Linked DNA regions of Mus musculus: all the other regions are linked to region 1. The links are chromatin contacts, called in public Hi-C and promoter capture Hi-C maps. All regions are on one chromosome and are shown on one strand. The core of a region is the stretch at or near the end of the contact, and the rest is flanking DNA. Distances in the headings are between cores, read along the strand shown. Region 1 holds the start of Edrf1 (erythroid differentiation regulatory factor 1). Region 2 holds the start of Sec23ip (Sec23 interacting protein). Region 3 holds the start of 9430038I01Rik (RIKEN cDNA 9430038I01 gene). Region 4 holds the start of Nsmce4a (NSE4 homolog A, SMC5-SMC6 complex component).

What was found. Promoter capture Hi-C pulls out the DNA fragments that hold promoters and counts their contacts. Hi-C and Micro-C count contacts between places; a contact is called where the count stands out from the background.
Region 2: a contact with region 1 is called in a promoter capture Hi-C map of pre-B cells, with 4 times the contacts expected there. The contact joins the promoter of Sec23ip here to the promoter of Edrf1 in region 1. A contact is called at or near these places in 1 of 39 promoter capture datasets (pre-B cells) and 1 of 484 Hi-C or Micro-C datasets (Th1 cells).
Region 3: a Hi-C map of B cells shows a contact between it and region 1, with 6 read pairs. The contact joins the promoter of 9430038I01Rik here to the promoter of Edrf1 in region 1. A contact is called at or near these places in 3 of 484 Hi-C or Micro-C datasets (B cells, CD4 T cells and neutrophils).
Region 4: a contact with region 1 is called in a Hi-C map of pre-B cells, with 7 times the contacts expected there. The contact joins the promoter of Nsmce4a here to the promoter of Edrf1 in region 1. A contact is called at or near these places in 1 of 39 promoter capture datasets (pre-B cells) and 3 of 484 Hi-C or Micro-C datasets (B cells, CD8 T cells and pre-B cells).

What each region holds. Positions count from the first base shown.
Region 1 is chr7:133,635,877-133,640,303 of GRCm38.p6, reverse strand. It overlaps Edrf1 (erythroid differentiation regulatory factor 1), which reads right to left and starts at 2,629. Exons shown (of 25, transcript NM_178115.4): 1 at 2,381-2,629; 2 at 1,189-1,397. The coding sequence starts at 2,491.
Region 2 is chr7:128,743,110-128,747,536 of GRCm38.p6, reverse strand. It overlaps Sec23ip (Sec23 interacting protein), which reads right to left and starts at 2,667. Exons shown (of 19, transcript NM_001029982.2): 1 at 2,359-2,667. The coding sequence starts at 2,515.
Region 3 is chr7:137,408,660-137,413,086 of GRCm38.p6, reverse strand. 9430038I01Rik (RIKEN cDNA 9430038I01 gene) reads left to right here and starts at 2,331. Exons shown (of 4, transcript NM_029886.2): 1 at 2,331-2,447. The coding sequence starts at 2,379.
Region 4 is chr7:130,545,097-130,549,523 of GRCm38.p6, reverse strand. Nsmce4a (NSE4 homolog A, SMC5-SMC6 complex component) reads left to right here and starts at 2,143. Exons shown (of 11, transcript NM_001162855.1): 1 at 2,143-2,532; 2 at 3,552-3,629. The coding sequence starts at 2,250.

The DNA.
Region 1 (4,427 bases), core at 1,380-3,879:
ACTCAGCTTAAAGAGAAAATGAAAAACTGGTAAGCACCTAACTCATTCAAATCACCAAGTTCATCTATAAGGTTGCAAAGCAACGGATGTCACCATTTTCCCCTTAGTAGGTGGCAGAGTCAGGACATTTAATCAGGACTGCATATGCATGTATGATTTTCTATCTGCTCTGGGCAAGTAGGTTAGCCTTCATTTCTCATGTACAAACAGTTAATAGTGTCTATCTTAGGGCTGGAGAGATGGCTCAATGGCTAAGAGCACTGACTGCTCTTCCAAAGATCCTGAGTTCAATTCCCAGCAACCACATGATAGCTCACAACCATCTGTAATGAGATCTGATGCCCTCTTCTGGTGTATCTGAAGACAGCTACAGTGTACTTATATATAATACATAAATAAATATTAAAAAAGAAAAAAATCTAGCACAACTACTGAAACCAACTCACCACATTTAATACAATTAAGCCATTTTTAAAATAGTCGAAATATGTGGTCATTTTCAGACTTTTCACAGTATCAAAAATGCTACATCAACTTGTAAGCAAAGCTATTACCTTTTGAGGCACTAGGATAATCTCTAAACTACTAGCTCAGGGTATTAATGCATTTGTGGCTCTTTCTGTGTTATATAAAGTTTTATATAAGTTATATAAAAATGTTTTAAGTCCAATCATTCAGGGGAGGAAAAAGAAAACACGGTTAAAACAGCCTACAAGAATATAGACACAGCATAAGACTCCCAAATACTCACAACTTTAAAAACCACCAGTAGAATTTCCAGTGTGGGTCAAGGGTGTAGGTTACCCAGCATTTGGGGTTTTAAACCTCAGGCTTTTCCAAATACTCCATCATATTTAATAAACACTCCAAAGGGCAAGCCGAGCAGCAGCTTAAGTCTTGCCCCTCGCATACCATCCTATTTGCACATATGAAAGCAGACACAACAGGCTAAAACAGCTGATGAGCAGTCAACGTGTACACGTTATCGTGACATGCTGCAGCCTGGAAGAAAGCATGTACCTCTGAAATCTTCTTACTGTACCATGGACTTTGGATGACAACTATATTCTTTTACTAAAAATATCTGAGCAAGTGAACATGCATCTCCAATTGAACTGCGAAGCAGCTTTCAGAGCTTCGAGCCGGGGTTGAGAGGGAGGGAAAGAAATGCCAGCGATTAAAATTTACCTTGAAAACGGCTTGCTTTTCTTACTATTGCCAAGAATGGTGGTTCCTGCTGGCCCTAGTTTGGCACTCTCTCGTAACCAGTTGGCAGGTGGGAGTTTCAAGTCTGTTTTTTCTTCGAGACGTGCAAACGCTGTTCGAGGAGGGGCAGAAGAGTATTTTACCACAGCTCTGCTTTTCACTTCGTTGCCTCCAAGAAATAAGGCCGATCCCTAAATAACATATGGAATGAAGCTTTAATGAACACTGCCAGGAACGACAATCTCACTTTCATAAAAATGAATTAAGAACCCACCAAATCAGGATTCACAAGGAGCCTCAGCTGCGTGTCAGCTCTAACACTTAATAAACAAGCTTAAATTACGCTTACTTAGCTGTTTTTCACGAAACTAAAAAAAAAAAAAAAAAAAAAAAGGATCAATCAAGAAGTGGACAGGGGCCAACCAACCTGCTTTTTAAAAATCTGGGCATAGTAGTTGCAAACACAAGCTTCAAGCACTCTGGAGGCAGAGGCACAAGGGCCAGTGCAAGGTCTACGTCCAGCTTGACTGCCCGGTCTGCATAACCAGTTCCACACCAGCCAAGACTCAACCCGGTACGATGAGTCACAGAAAAATGTAGACTCAGAAACTAAGTGCGCTCAACTGTGTCCTGTCAACCGCATGTAAAACGAGCAAGACTTCTGTACGGTTCTAATGGAATATTTTTAAGTAGCATAAGTCAATGACAAACGTCATTTGCAGGACGTGTTTATTTTTACCAAACACACAGCGATTGATCGGTAAGCTCATCGCATCCCATTCTACATTAGCTCCGTAGCTGACCCTACACCCACCCGGGCATGCTCAATGTCTGGACCCGCTGTTCGACTCTCCTTCGAGAACCCTTCCAGGCGTTGCAAATTCTCTGTGCCCTCCCTGGGTCCGTCCCTCTCTCCTCTGCCTGCCTTCGGCGGGCTGTGACACACACACACTCTATAGCCCGTCCACTGGCGCCGAGTGCGAAGCCAGGGGTGTTGCGCATTGCAAGCAAACGCCTGCCTGCACACCCGACGACAGGCTCGCCTGGTGATTCATTCCGTACTAGAGGTGCTAAGGAGGCGTGGAAGAAAGTTCCAGAAGCCCCACGTCCCCCTCCCAGGCCCGCAAACCCCCCAAGCCCCTGCAGGTCGCGCTCCGCCGCCGCCGCCTCTCACCTGTGCAGAAGGCTCCTCGGAGTCCGCCTGGGACAGGAGGCTGAGCCCTCCTCGGGCGGCCGCCCCTGAAGGAGAAGCCTCGGCTCCTGCTTCCTTGGGGTCCCCCATCATTTCCGACCCTGGGGAGGCGACCAGACGCGCGAGCCCTGGAGGCGGCGACAGGAACGCGGGCCCAGAGTCGCAGGAGAACCTCAGAGCGAGCGACTCGGACACTCAGCGGCTCGCACTTCCGGCGGCTGCCAGGAAGAGCTCGAGGTAGCGCGATGAAATCTCGCGAGATTCACCCAAAGGTCCAGCCCGTCCTCCGGCTCTGGCTCCTCCTTCGCGGTCCGGGCAGGAGCTGCCGCACGCCGTTGCCTGTCACACCATTAGGGCGGACACTTCTCGCGATACACGCCTCCCGGGCTCCTCCCCCTCGCTCGTGGCCGGTCTTTGTTGGCAAACAGTTAATGAGACTTGAGTCAAAGTCGCGGTGGCTGGGGTGGGGCGGTGCCGCCTTGGGTATTCGCGTAATCAAAGCTGGTGGCATCAAGGCCCTCGCAGGCGGCCGCTCTCTTGGGGCTTCTCCGAGTTGCACACGCGCGGGGACCTCCGTGGGTCTCAGCACCCTCAGATCAGTGGGGCTGAAGCAAGGAGAGAGAAGCCATCAGTCTGTTTAATCGGTTTCTAGGCAGCGCTCATGCAGCCCTGGCTGGTTTCGAACTCGCAAAATAGCCGAGAGTGACCTTGAACTTGACACTCTGCCTCCAGCTCCCGAGGGCTGGGGTTTCTTTCTGCCCGAGGATGGAACCCAGGGCTTCGTGTAGGCTAGGCAAGCACTCGGAGCTACATTTCCACCCTGCACCCAATAACAGACAAACTGCTACATTCCTCATAAAACATATATATTTGAGGTAAAAGGTTTTGTTTTATGTCGAGGTATTACGTTTTGGGTTTTTTTTTTTTTTTTTTTTTTTTTTAAATGTGTTTTGAGTGCTTTGGCTGCGTGTGTGCATGCAGTGCCCGCAGAAACCAGAAGAGGGCATCAGATCTCCTGGAACGGGAGTTACACGCAGTTGGGAGTTGTGGGCTGTGGGTGCTAAGCTGTGTCCTCTGCAAGAGCAGAAAGTGCTCCTAATGGCTGAGCCAGGACGGAGGTATACGTTTTCAGTTTTCAGTGTTTTGGCCTTTGCAATTATTTAGCCATGCCAGGTTATAATTTTCCTTAGTCTCTAAAAACCCAGTAACTGAAAAACTTTAGGAGTTCTCGGAGAAAGCAGATGCAGTCTGCAAATTGCTTTCATGCAAAACAAGACATTTTTATGAATTAACTTTTTGGTGCATATTTTGCAGATCCTTACTTTAAAGCATGTTTTGTGATTTTTTTTTAAACTACTCTGTATTTAGAGCCAGTTTTTGTTTGTTTGTTTGTTTGTTTGTTTTGTCCTTTTCGTTGTTTATTACATCAGAGGCTAGCAGGCTCGTCACATAAAAGCTTGTGCCAAACAAAACTGAGGGCCCGAGTTCCATGTCATCCCTGGACCCCACTGTAGAAGGAGAGAACTGACTCTGGAAAGCTCCCCTCTGGCCGTCACATGTCCTGTGGCATGAACACACACACAATAATAATACAGAGATCTGAATAAGACCTATGTAGCTAACACAAAAAGATTAAACTTTGAGTACTTAAAAATAAACCCTGTATATCCATTAACTCACGTTACAGGAATATTTTTTTTTACAGGAATATTTTTAAAAATTAAATTGCACATCATAGTATGTTAAATGATAAGCAAATATTTAAAAAGTAATATGGTCCCAATTTGAAAATCCATCTGTTTCTGAAATGGAAATCTCTGGTTGTTTTTGTGTCTCTAAATGAACAGATTCATGTAAGAAAGAAATGATTTACATTTAGTCTAACATTTTTCTATTTTTCTTTCTTGTTTCATATTTAATTTTATTAACACTTCTACAAATATAAGTTAGGTTCTGATAACCTTACAGTTTTGTCATTTATTAATAACGATGTATCAGTAAGAATTTACTGAGGTAGTATAGTAGTGGG
Region 2 (4,427 bases), core at 1,418-3,917, 4.9 Mb after region 1:
GAGAATGCTTGTTATACACTCAGGAGGCAGAGGAAGGTGGATCACTCTAAGTTCAAGATCAGCCTGGTTTACACAAAGAGTTCCAGGACAGCCAGAGCTACTACATAACAGAGAGATCCTGATAAGAAAGGAAGAAAGGAAGAAAGGAAGGAAGGAAGGAAGGAAGACAGACAGACAGACAGACAGGCTTGTTACAGAATGGTAGTTCTAAAACCTTTTGTGCTCTCACAAAAAATAAGTTTAAATCTAAGAAACAAAGAGTTTTCAAGATGGGGTTGGAGAGTTATCTCAGTCATTGCGAGCTTGTGCTGCTCTTACAGAGCATGGCTCTTAAAGATGGCCCTAATTTGTCTCCCAGCACTGGACTCAGGTGCTCACACCCACCTGTAACTCCAGCTCCAGGCACGGTCAAAGTCTCTGGCCTCTGAGAGCAACTACATTCATGTATATGGACACAAAGATAGACATACCCAAGTACACATTTTTTAAAATAGTAAAAATAAACTTTTAAGAAGCTTTTAAAATATAAAGCTGGGAGTGGTGGCTTATGCCTGTAGTCTCAGCACCTGGGGACTAAGACAAGAGGTCTGCCACAAGTTCTGGGTTACCCTGGGCTACAAAATGACACCATGTCTCAAAAAGTAATTAATAAATGAATAAACCTTAAAGACTGATATACTTATCTTAAAGCTGAAAACAGAAATGTTGAGCTGGAGAGATGGCTCAATGGTTAAGACCACTGGCTGCTCTTCCAGAGGACCTGGATTCAATTCCCAGCACCCACATGGCGGCTCACAACTGTCTGTAACTTCCAGTTCCAGGGGGTCCCACACCCCCACATAGACACACAGGCAGAAAAACAGTAATGAACAGAAAATTAACAAGAAAATGAAGAAGAGAATAGAAATGTCAAGCACCGACAATAACACACAAATTAAATATCATACATCAAGGAAAACGAGCGTGCATCAAACACCACTCTGGAGGCCGAGAACAATCTGAAAAACCCAAGGCACGACCTTACTGATTCCTGGACCCTTCCACAGTACTCTGGTCCAGCCACAATTCTTCACCAAAGAAAGCATCACTGAACCTTTCAGTCACACCGCTTCCATGAGGCAGGGGCACTCGTGGATCCATCCCCCCAGTCGCTCAGCAAACTCCCACTAGAAATTCTGTAGTCTGCATTCCAGGCATCGGGCCAGCCCCTGCTTTGACAAAGCTTACACCCTGGCCTGGTAGGGTAAGCGGGCATATGTACCTGTCAGACAGTTACGAGCACCGAGAAGAAACATGACAGAAAGGAGACACTGCAGATACACATGCTTTCAGTTGTCTTTCTTCCCTTCTGCGGGAAACTCCCCTTAGTCCTCCAAGGAGGAATTATTTGGTGGGGAAAGCTCAGCACCTAACAAGCACCTGTGTGCTAGGCACTAAAAAACAGGACCCTGAAAATGAAAAGAGGTAAGAAGTTCACAGTCCACATGGAGGGGCAGAGTACTTAGCTCACAAGTATTTACACAACAATACGTGTGGGACACTAGATATAGAACTCTACAAAAATGAGACAGGGTATAGTGACGAATGCCTTTAATCCCAGCACTCAGAGGCAGAGAGGCAGAGGCAGGTGGATCCTTTAAGTTTGAGGCCAGCCTGATCTACACAGTGAGTTCTAGGACAGTCAGTACTACACAGAGAGACCTTGCTCTCAAACCCAGGGATAGGAGCTGAAAACATGAAATCTAAGCAGACAGGTAAAATGTCATGACTGAGGCCACACAGCAAGTTAATGGCAGTGCCGGGTCTGAACACAGTCTGTGCTCCAAACCACCAGAGAGAGACAGACGAGAAAGAGAGACAGAGACAAACGAGAGAGAGAGAGAGAGAGAGAGAGAGAGAGAGAGAGAGAGAGAGAGAGAGAAATCAGCCTTCCCAGATATACACAGAGCTTAATCAAAAGTGTAACGGGGGGGCTTTTACTAGGAGAGAGTGTATAGTCCTCTACAAGAGAGGCATTGTCTCCTCTGGAGAAACTTACTGTCTCCTAGGTGATGTCCTACCCTATCACCGGTGTTTCCCAGTAAGAGAGCAGCTTTCGGATTCTAGCAAAGGGTAACTGTCTAATTTAGCTGCGTTTTCTGCCAGCACCAGCACACCAGTGGGTGTTCAACAAACAGTTGCGCAATGACAGGAGTTCCAAGCCTCATCACCGGAGCCCCTCCTCCAGGATCCTCCAGTCCCTGGCCCTCTGAAAGCTGGTCACTGCTGACCCTGGCAAGCGACTCAGAGCAGGCGACACTCCTGTCCCACCCGCCTCCCGGGACAGACACTGGCCCCCAAGCGCCCTCGGCTCACTACCTCCGGGTAAGAGCAGGGAAGCCGGGGAGGCGGCGGCCTGCGTGACGGGGATGAAGGGCACGTTGAAGCTGAACTCCGTGGCCGAGGAGGAGAAGAGTAAGTTAGTGCCTGACGAGGAGGCGGACGCTCCGCCGCCGTTAGCCTTCCTATCCGCCATGGCTGCAGACCCCCGGCCGTTACGTGGCTCTGCGAGCCCGGTGCTGCACACAGACCGGAAACCGGTTAGCGAGGATGCCACCGCACTTCCGCACTTGCGCACAGGTGCCACAGGCCAGCGACTCCGGGATCGGTTTTCTTCCGGAATTTGACGCCGCCCAAAATCAATAAGGTGGAATCGGCTTCAGACCCAAGCCTATCACGTGACAGCCTCGGTCTCGCGAGACTGGGTCAGCCTCTGGAATCACAGCATAGAATAGAGAGGTGTGGCCGATGAATCCTAGCGTTAATTGACGCTCGAAGTCGCAGATTCTGAGATGTCCTGGACGCCCTGAGTTTCTCATGGAGTATCTGTTTTTGGTTGGTTGGTTTATTTGCTTGCTTGCGAGGCAGGATCTCTCTATGCTGCCCAGACTGACTTTTTATCCTCCTGCCTCAGCTCTTCCATTTCTGAGATTAATACCACCACACACTGCAATTCTTATATCTTTATGACAGGCGGTCATAAGAATTGGAAGTAAGAATTATTATCGGCTGGGTTCCTTTTTTTTTTTCAGTTACGTTTTCATGATGTTGCCTGGAATTCTCAAGAGGTCTGTCTGCCTCTTCTTCCCAAGAGCTTAAAAGGAGTGTGCCACCACTCCAGGCTACTATCTCCTTGAATGTGTGCATCAACAAAAAGTGCCTTTGGTAAGGCAGTTCCAAGTGGTAGACGATTTATGTTTCAAAGGGGCAGAGAAAAGATGTATAATTGCAACATTCTAGAGTTACTGCTGTAATTTAGGGTTTGGGGACCTATCTGCCTACTACCAGGTTTTGGCTGGAATAAAAACATTAAATTCTGGCAGTGTTGAGTTTACCTCGACAAGCATTTCAACGGGGCCAAGAAGTACAGAGCTTAGTAATGGGGAAACTTCTGGTGAGTCATAGATAACATGGCCTCAAACTGCTAAAAGCCATGCTAGACTAGAAGTTGGTCAAGAAAATTCTCTTTATCATAAAGAAGCAAGGCTGAGAACCATATACCAGAGAGTGATATATGAAACAGACCTGAAATCCTTCCTTTTTGGGTTTACAATCTGGCAAAACAATCAACTAAACACAAAATAATATAAATGGCAGGCTTTCCTTAAGTGTGTTTCCTGGAACACTGACATCATCTGGGGACAGAGATCTAAACATTCTAGGAAGAGCGAGCATGTATCTCTCTCCATCAGATCATTAGCGAAAAACTTAAGGAAGAAAAAGCTTCCCTGAGGAAGAAAAACTAAAGTTGAAACTTGAGAACTAGGGCTTCAAACCTCTTTATGAGTGCAGGGATCCCAGAGGACCAGCCCTGCTGTGGTGTTGCACACCTTTAATTCCAGCACTTGGAAGGCAGAGGCAGGCGGATTTCTGAGATCAAGGCCAGCATGGTCTACAAAGTGAGTTCCAGGACAGCCAGGGTTATTCAGAGAAACCCTGTCTCGAATAAAAAGAGAGAGAGAGAGAGAAGAGAGAGAGAGAGAGAGAAAGGCCTAAATTCCAAAACCATCACTTTGCATAATTAACTTCAACATATGATTTTTTTTTATTTTAAACCATAACAGGAAGGGGAAAAAAAACTAAAATAACAATTAAGATGAGAAAAGGGACAGAAGAGGGCCCAGAATGAGATATACCTTTTAAGGGCATGCCCTGAGTGACTGAGTGACCACCACCTCCTCCTCCTCCTCCTCCTCCTCCTCCTCCTCCTCCTCCTCCTCCTCCTCCTCCTCCTCCTCCTCCTTCTTCTTCTTCTTCTTGTTTTTTGTCTGTTTTTTCAAGACAAGGTTTCTCTGTGTAGCCCTGGCTGTCCTGAAACTCAGAAATCTGCCTGCCTCTGCCTCCCAAGTGCTGAGATTAAAGGCGTGTGCCACCACTGCCCTGGCTGA
Region 3 (4,427 bases), core at 1,082-3,581, 3.8 Mb before region 1:
ACATAGAAACCCTGTCTCGAAAAACCTAAAAAAAAAAAAAAAAAATTGGAGCTGCTCCTGAAACAGTCCAGGATTCCAGACACTTAAGTAACTTATCTGTAGATCCGACCCTCTGAGAGATCAGCAGAAAGTCAAACTGCAGTGAGCTGACAAGATTTACAGCCTACAGGAAAGGGATCTTGATCAACTTGGTATTCTCTCATGCTGTTTTTCTTATTTTTTTTATAGAAAGATATATTTTAACTCCAAATTTTTGAGGGGCATGTATGTGAGTGCCAGCCCAAGATGTTGAATCCCCTGGAGTTTTAGGCAATTGTGAGTCAGATGGCATAGGTTGGGGAAACTGAACACATGCACTCTGCAAGAGCAATAGATGCTGGTAATCAATAAACCATCTCTCCAGGCCATGGTTTTTGTTTGTTTATTTTGTTTTGAAACAATGTCTTTCTACGTAACCCTGGTTGGCTAGAACTCTCTATGCAGACCAAGCTGGCCTGGAACTCACAGAGATCTGCCTGTCTCTGCATCCCAAATGCTGGAATTAAAGGTGTACACCAACAAACCAAGCCCTGTTTTGTTCTGTTTTAAAGATTTATTTATGTTTATTTATACAAGTACACTGCAGCTGTCTTTAGACACACACCAGAAGAGTGCATTGGACTCCATTACAGATGGTTGTGAGCTACCATGTGGTTGCTGGGAATTGAACTCAGTTCCTCTATAAGAGCAGTCAGTGCTCTTAACTGCTGAGCCATATCTCCAGGCCCCTGTTTTGTTTTTAAGACAGTTTCTAGTAGCCCAGACTAACCTCCACCTCACTATGATGATGACTTTTGAATTTCTTTTTTTTAAAGATTTATTTATTTATTTTATGTATATGAGTACATGTACAGCTGGCTGTGAGCCTCCATATGGTGGTTGGGAATTGAATTTTTAGGACCTCTGCTTGCTCTGGTTGCCCCACTTGCTCAGGTCAACTCTGCTTGCTCAGTCCCTGCTTGCTCTGGCCCAAAGATTTATTCATTTTATTAAGTACCACTGTAGCTGTCTTCAGACGCACCAGAAGAGGGTGTCGGCTCTCATTATGAGATCTCATTTTGGGTAGTTGTGAGCCACCATGTGGTTGCTGGGATTTGAACTCAGGACCTTTGGAAGAACAGTCAGTGCTCTTACCCGCTGAGCCATTTCACAAGCCTCTGACTTTTGAATTTCTGATCCTCCTTCCTCCATCTACCTTCCTGTCTTTAAGACCCTGTTTGGTTCCTCTAGACAACACCCAGTTAACACACTAGGGAAGCACTCCAACACCAAGACACACTGCCAAGCCTTTTAAAAAATTCAATAGATTCATAATTCCAAAGATACACCAGGTAGGAAGGGTGTGTGACACGAGATTGCGACAATCCATCTCGTGTTAAACTTCACTTCCCACTAGCATTGCCACTAGCTGTCCTCGTGATGTGAAGGCTGCCATCGTCCCAGGAAGCTAACACTACACTGGAACTGGAAAAGGGGATCTTACGGTCTCTGCTCCAAGCAGCTTCTCTACTTCCCACTGGTTCAAACCAGTTCACAGGCCCACTGCTAGACAATCACTGCCAAAGAACTGGCTCTAATTTAATTCGTCAATAAAGCATGGGGGTCTGGGAGCTTTGGTAGAGAACAGTTCAGAACTTTGCGGTGGGCCCTGGAGGGAGGGAGGAGAGGGAGAGCCTATTCAAGCTGCAGCAGGAACCCTGGCATAGCTTCTGAGAAGTCAAGTGTGTAGTTTTCCGTAAAGCCAGGCCGAGAGCCACTCCGTATCCCCGACGCCTGTGGCTGTCCCTGCCCCAGGTCACGGTGTTCCTGTGTATGCTCTCGACCCGCCAGCAAAATCACAGCAGGACTCTGCCCACTAGGCCAGGTTGAGAATTCGAGTTCTCTTGTACCATAGAGCAAAACTGATAGCTGTCAGACTGCAACTCCCAAAGACAACGCCCAGCGCAGCCTCAGGCGTGCCGATTGGTCCGTGGATCTACTTATCAGGACTCAGTAACCAATCACAAGGAAGGAGAGGAGGGCGTGCCTCCCGCGGACCAAGGGTTGCCGAAGGGTGGCAAATCCTAAACAAACGCCCTTTGGGACTGACTTTGTGAACCGAGAATCGACAAGCCACTCACGGCTTGGGCTTGCGAGGCATCGACCTGTGGCTGCTGGAAGAATTACCCGCACTTCAGGCCGTAGGAGATTCGGGTTTCGGCTACTCCTGCCTGCAGCCCCTCTGCGAGGGCAGTCAGTGGAGTCTAGGCTACGCCCCACGCCTCCTCATTGGCTTCTCCAGACACGTGGTCGAGTGGTTCCCGCCTCCGAGTGGCCTGAGAGGCGGTACGTGAAGCCGCATGGACAGCCTGGCGTCGGGCCGCTGGAGACGGCGGAGGACGGAGGAGCTGCCAGCGGCAGGGGACGCGGTAAGCTCCGGGCAGGGCGTGGGCAGAGGGAGGTGGCGTCCTAGCTGGCGCGCGGGCGCCCGGGGCGAGGTCCTTCCGGATGACCGGCGGGCTGGACGTCGTAAGCCTGCTGCCGAGGCGGGGCCAGGGGCGGGGCCTGGGTGGAGCTAGGCAGAGGACAGTCCCGCCCCTCCCGCTGCGCTTGCGCAAAGATGAGGAGCTATGTGCTCCCTTGACTTAAGCTGTAGTATTCTGAGTGTTATGGAGTTCATGGATCACAACTTGCGCCACAAGTCCGCTCTGGCGATCTATCCTCATAAACAAACTGAAAGAGCCAAGTTAAAATTGGAAAGCGGGAAAAGATTTAAAACACCTAGTCGAAGAGGAACAAAGCGATTGAGGAAATCACTCCTAGTCTGACTCAGGAGTCCCGAAGTGAGACTAAAATTGAAATAGAGAGCCAAGAATATCTAAGAAGTCCGTGTCAAAAGTATAGTCTGAGCCGGGAGTGGTGGCGCACGCCTTTAATCCCAGCACTCGGGAGGCAGAGGCAGGCGGATTTCTGAGTTCGAGGCCAACCTGGTCTACAAAGTGAGTTCCAGGTCATCCAGGGCTACACAGAGAAACCCTGTCTCGAAAAACCAAAAAAAAAAAAAAAAAAAAAAAAAGTATAGTCTGGCTAGCATTGTCTAGGCTTCAGTGTCCTTTTTTTTGGGGGGGGGGGGGGCGGGGAGTGTCTTTCTCCGTGTAGCCCTGGCTGTCTTGGAATTCACTCTGTAGACCAGCCTGGCCTCAAACTCAGAAATTCACCTGCTTCTGCCTCCCAAGTGCTGGGATTAAAGGCGTGAGCCACCACTCCCACACCTTCAGTGTCATCTTGTGAAGGGGTCTGACAGAACTGTGTGAAATCTTTCTTTGAGACAAGTTACCCCCCCCCCCTCGAAGCCGCCGCTCTGGGACGCTGGCGTGAGATTCCTGGAGAAATTACCATTTCTTTGGAATCCATTGTTTGAATAGTCTGATAGTTGGTTAAGAGACAGGTCTCTGTAGACCGGTTCCATATCTGCCAAGCCTATAAATGGAGCACTATGAAAGCCCAGGTGCTTAGTCTGTAGAAGACACCTAACTTCCTGCCCCAAACCTGGGGAGAAGGCAAGGGGAAGTTAAGCATTCCTTTAAGGGAAGGTGGAAGTCTTTGGGTAGGCTAAGCTGGCTGTGCCAAGTGCTGCCCAGGAGCTGAGCCTGCAAGGCATCTGACATTGCAACAACCTCTAGAGTTCTCACTAGGTACCTGCACAGTTGAGTTACAAAAAAAAAATTACCAATAAAACAAAACAAAAGAACCCTCAATTGTTGCAGGATATTTGATCACACTCTTCAACCCTCAGATTCTGTTATTTACTGGGAAAACAGCCCTAGCACACACCTTTAAATGCAAACGTTTTTAGCTTGACTGTTGTAAACAGGATAAAACAAAGTCAGCCATGGTCAATAGGCAGAACAAGCAACAGGTGACAGGAAGTGAACATAGAAGTATTAAAACGTCATAGAGAGTAAGGAGGAAGGCAGGAAGATGGACAGAGAGATACACAGGAAGTAGAAGGACACGCAGTTAAAGGGGTTCTTTGATGAAGGTGTGGGAGAATGGCTTTTGGGGGGCATGGCTTTTGGGACATCGACTGAGGAGGAAGGCCAGCTGGGTGTTTTCTCTGTCTCTGAACAAGGAGACTTTTTGTGCCAGCATCTGGCTCCCGAGTCTTCATTGGTAAAATGTAAGGATTGATTTCCTTGCATAAACTTAAATGTACTTACACCGTAAACTTACTTCAAACTGCACTCAATGTTTTACGTAAGTTTATGGTTCTTTGTTGAGACTTAGGCATGGAAGAGGTTAGGAGTAGGCAGTTTGTTAGCAGAATGGTGCTATCTCTTCTCCTTGCATATTGACCAGTTTATACTCGGTTTTCCCCTCATTTACTACCTCTTAGTAGTTTTTTGAGA
Region 4 (4,427 bases), core at 894-3,393, 3.1 Mb after region 1:
CTGGAGAGTGAGTGTGATCTGGGTCTGAGAGCTGATGGAGCAGGGCTGCTGGTGGGGTGCCTCCTAGTCCAAGGTCCAGGGTATGAGAATGGGTGATAAGGAAGACAGGGCAGTACTGGTCTGCAACCTAGAACCAGGAGTCCAGTGTCTGAGGGCAGAAATAGATGCCCTTGCTGAAAGAGAAAGATAGAAGGTTCTTTTTGTCTCTGCCCTTTTCTTCCATTTGATTAGACCATCGTGAATCGGATGGTGCCCAGCCAGGTTTCTGAGGGCAGAGCTTCTCAAGGAATCTGAAAACCACCCCAGATTCACCTACAAATAACATTTTTGCCAGCGTTCTGGGCATCCCTTATCAAAGTTAATCATGTAAATAAATATAAACTCATCACCACAGAGTGGAGAAAAGCCCCCTGGACTTCAACATCGGACTCTGATCGGACATCGGACACTGCTATAAGCTTGCGTTTTATTTGTTAAAGAGATTTGCTATGTGTGCGCATGTATGCCTGGTGATGCTACATGCATCACGTATGTGCAGGAGTCCAAAGAGGGTGTCGAATCTTCTAGAACTGTTGTTCTAGACAGCTGGGAGCCACTATGTGGATACGGAGGACTGATGCCAGGTCCTCTGTAAGAGCAGTAAGTGCTCTTAACTGCTGAACCATTTCTTCTCAGTAGTCTACATTAATACAGAGAATAGTATTTCATCAATCACATTCACCCCTTCTTCCCCACACACTCTTCTGTGATGTCAATGCAAATTAGTGTTTTAAATTAACCCAGCAACATAAAATATGAAGAGATGCACTTATATACGTGTAAGGGTGTCTATGCATAGCTTCCTAGTTCTTTTTTCTTTGGAGGCTCTAGAAGCAATGATATCTCAGTAGCAGTGAGCTCACTAGGCTTTGGATCTTGGTCTCAAAATCCTCTCAGCCTTTGTGAGGTAGTTAGATTCACGAGGATCAGGAACTCAATATTAGCTTCAGCTACAGGGTCAGTTTGAGGCCAGCCTGGGTTACATGAAATCCTATGTGAGAGGGAGGGATGGAAGAAGGAGAAGTGTGTGTGTCAGAGGGTAGATTACCTCAGGATTCCTAAGGTGGCATAAAAACTGGTACATGGGCGGGCGGTGGTGGCACATGCCTTTAATCCCAGCACTTGGGAGGCAGAGGCAGGCAGATTTCTGAGTTTGAGGACAGCCTGGTCTACAAAGTGAGTTCCAGGACAGCCAGGGCTACACAGAGAAACCTTGTCTCAAAAAACAAACAAACAAAAAACAACAACCAAACTTGTACACGGCAGTGTGGATCCATAATCCTAGTGCGTTGGAAGTGAAGACAGGAAAATGCCTAGATCTTGCTGGCTATTTAAGTCCTGTCAAAAAGACGAGTTCCAGGTTCAGCTAGAGATGCCTTATGGTAAAGAACGTGGAGAGTGGGCTGGAGAGATGGTTTAGAGGTTAAGAGCACTAGTTCTCATAGGAGTAGGGTTCCATCGCCGTTATCCACAGGGCAGCTCACAAACCCTTCTTAACTCCGGTTCCAGAGGAGGTGTGCACGTCCTATTTTGACATCTGAGGGCACTGCATACATTTCGTCCACAGTGTGCACGCAAATAAAGGATGTATATACACACACAACAAATCTAAAAAATGTGGAACTGAAAGAGGAAGACCCCTGAAGCCAACCTGCCGTTTGTACCCGCAGATGCACACTTGTGCATGCGTATCTATGTACAGTGCACACACACACAATTACATGGAATGATATGTATACATGTATCTTTGAAACCACATTGCATATAATTATCTTCCTCAGACCTGTTATAGGGTATCTGTTGTTAGAGAATCAGCTGTGAACCTGCCGTGTGGTGGTGCAGATATTTAGAAGGAGGCTTAACAGTTTACTATGGTACAGTCAAGGAACCCTGTTTTGTTTGTTGTATCCTCCCCAAGGCCAGAGGAGCCAAAGAGACAATGGGAAGATGCATGACTAAGTGGGGTGGGCATTAGGATCAGAGATCTAAAGTCCTAAGACTCTTGCTTGCAGGGTGGAGTAACTAAGAACCAATGCGAGGCACAGACACAGCCAACGCCGCCGCGACCTCCGGGCCACAGGTGTCGCTGTGTGCTCACGCGCCAGCCGGGGAGCTGCGTTGCTCCTGGAGCCGGCGCTCGAGCCCAGCCGGGGGTTTCAGTTTCTGGCGCGAACTTCCGCCGCTCCGAAGTTGCAAGGCGAATTGGCGCGATGTCTGGCGACAGCAGCGGCCGCCGGTCTGAGGGCCGGGGCCGGGGCCGCGACCCGCACCGGGATCGCACCCGCTCCCGGTCCCGCTCGCGGTCCCCGCTGGCCCGCCGCGGCGCCGCGCCGGAGCGCAGGGAGGCAGCGGAGCGTCCGAGCTTGGAGGACTCCGATCTGTCTGATTCTGGGGACGAGCTGATGGACCCGGCCTGCTTGGAGGCCGAGTACGACCAGGGCCTGTGCCGCCAGATCCGCCATCAGTACCGCGCTCTCATCAACTCTGTCCAACGTAAGGTGGCGCTTTGTGGCTGCGCGGGCCGGTGGCGTTCCATGGCTGGGGAGGGCGGTGGAGGTGCAGGCGCTGGCCGGTCTGCGCAGGCTCGCGGCAGCGCGCTTTCGCTTGTTTACGAAGTGCAGCCTACGCGACCTTGGCGGCGGCCGCGCAGGTGCTGTGTGGCCGGCTGGAAAAGCGGGAGACCAGACCTGGTGGTGACTTGAGCTCAGCTAGCCAGTAGGGAAGACAAGCACACACCACCAGATTTTTGTTCAATCTAGCTTGCTCCTCGTGGGCGCCTGAGCTATGGAGTCCCTTGGGATTGCTAAAATGCACATTTCCCTGCCCAGCTCGGATACACTGAATCAGAAATGCTGTACAGGCCCAAGCGTTTGTTGTGTGGCTCTCCAGATGAGCCTGTTGCTTGAGAAGTTGACAATCCTTTCTTAATCGAGCCCTTGTATTGGGAAGCCGAAGAGTCATCCCTTTGCACATTTGGGGAGCAAGTGTTTCCTGTCAAGAGTTCAAGTTTTGAGGGCTGGGGAGATGGGCAGATGCTTCTCTTGCGACCTTAATTAGATTCCCCAGAACCCTCTAAAGTGTCTCCTAAAAGTAGTTCTGTAAACTTGTATCCTCAGCCGAGGGGAAGCAGAGACCCTGGGTCTCTTTGGCCAGCTCACCTAGCCTTCTTGGCTAGTTCTATAGATAGATAGATAGATAGATAGTTCTATAGATAGATAGATAGATAGATAGATAGATAGATAGATAGATACCCTGTCTCAAAAGGCAAAGGTGATGGTGCGCTGAGGGAAGGACATCAAAGGTTGACCCCAGGCCTTCTGCACACACAGACGTTCAATTTGCTTGGAACAGTAGTAACATTGTCTCTTTCTGTAAAAGATAAAGCCTTTTTCTGTTAAAGAGATAAAGCCACTCTAATCATTACCCAGGCTGTAGGAGTGGAAGGAACTGTAAGTTGCTACTTATTAGTGAAGGATGTGCCCAGTTCCCTAAGCTTGTATTCTTTTAAATAGAAAACCGGGAAGACATACTGAATGCTGGTGACAAACTAACAGAGGTCCTGGAAGAAGCTAACACTCTGTTTAATGAAGGTAATTCATGATTTTAAATCTGTTATTGCAGCTTATACTCACTGGGTTACTTTTATAGAAGCCAATTATTGTTGTTCCATAATTCCCATTTACTAGTGCACAGGCCCAGAGCCTTTTCCGTTTTAGCAACAATACTGTGCACTTACCACTTGGTACAGTGTATGCTTTAGGGTTCTTCGAAGATTTCTAGAAGTCAGGAAGGAGTTGTACAGTCTGTTTTAAGAAGCCTCTTCCATGAGCTGGGCAGTGGTGGTACACACCCTTTAATCTCAGCACTGGGGGGTGGGGGAGGGGCAGAGGCAGGTCTCTGAGTTCAAGGCCAGCCTGGTCTGCAACTGTCTGTTCCTGTGCATCTACAGCTACACACAGAAACCCTGTCTCAAAAACAAACAAACAAACAAACTAGCTGGGCGTGGTGGCACACGCCTTTAATCCCAGCACTCCGGAGGCAGAGGCAGGCAGATTTCTGAGTTCAAGGCCAGCCTGGTCTACAAAGTGAGTTCCAGGACAGCCAGGGCTACACAGAGAAACCCTGTCTCGAAAATAACAACAACAAAAAAGACTAACAAAAAAGAAGCCGTGATTCTTTTGCTGGCTTGAATTTGAAAGTTTCACTTGTATGTTCTGTTAAGCAGATAGATGAACTAGAGAAGAGTGCAGCCAGCTTCAGAGATCCTCTTTTCTTTTCCTTCCTTGGTCTCCCCTCCTTTAGCTATTGATCCACCTATAACCTAATGGAGGTGCCTCATCTACAGGCACACCTCTTGTGTGTGGTTGGGGACAGTGGGGAAGAACTTT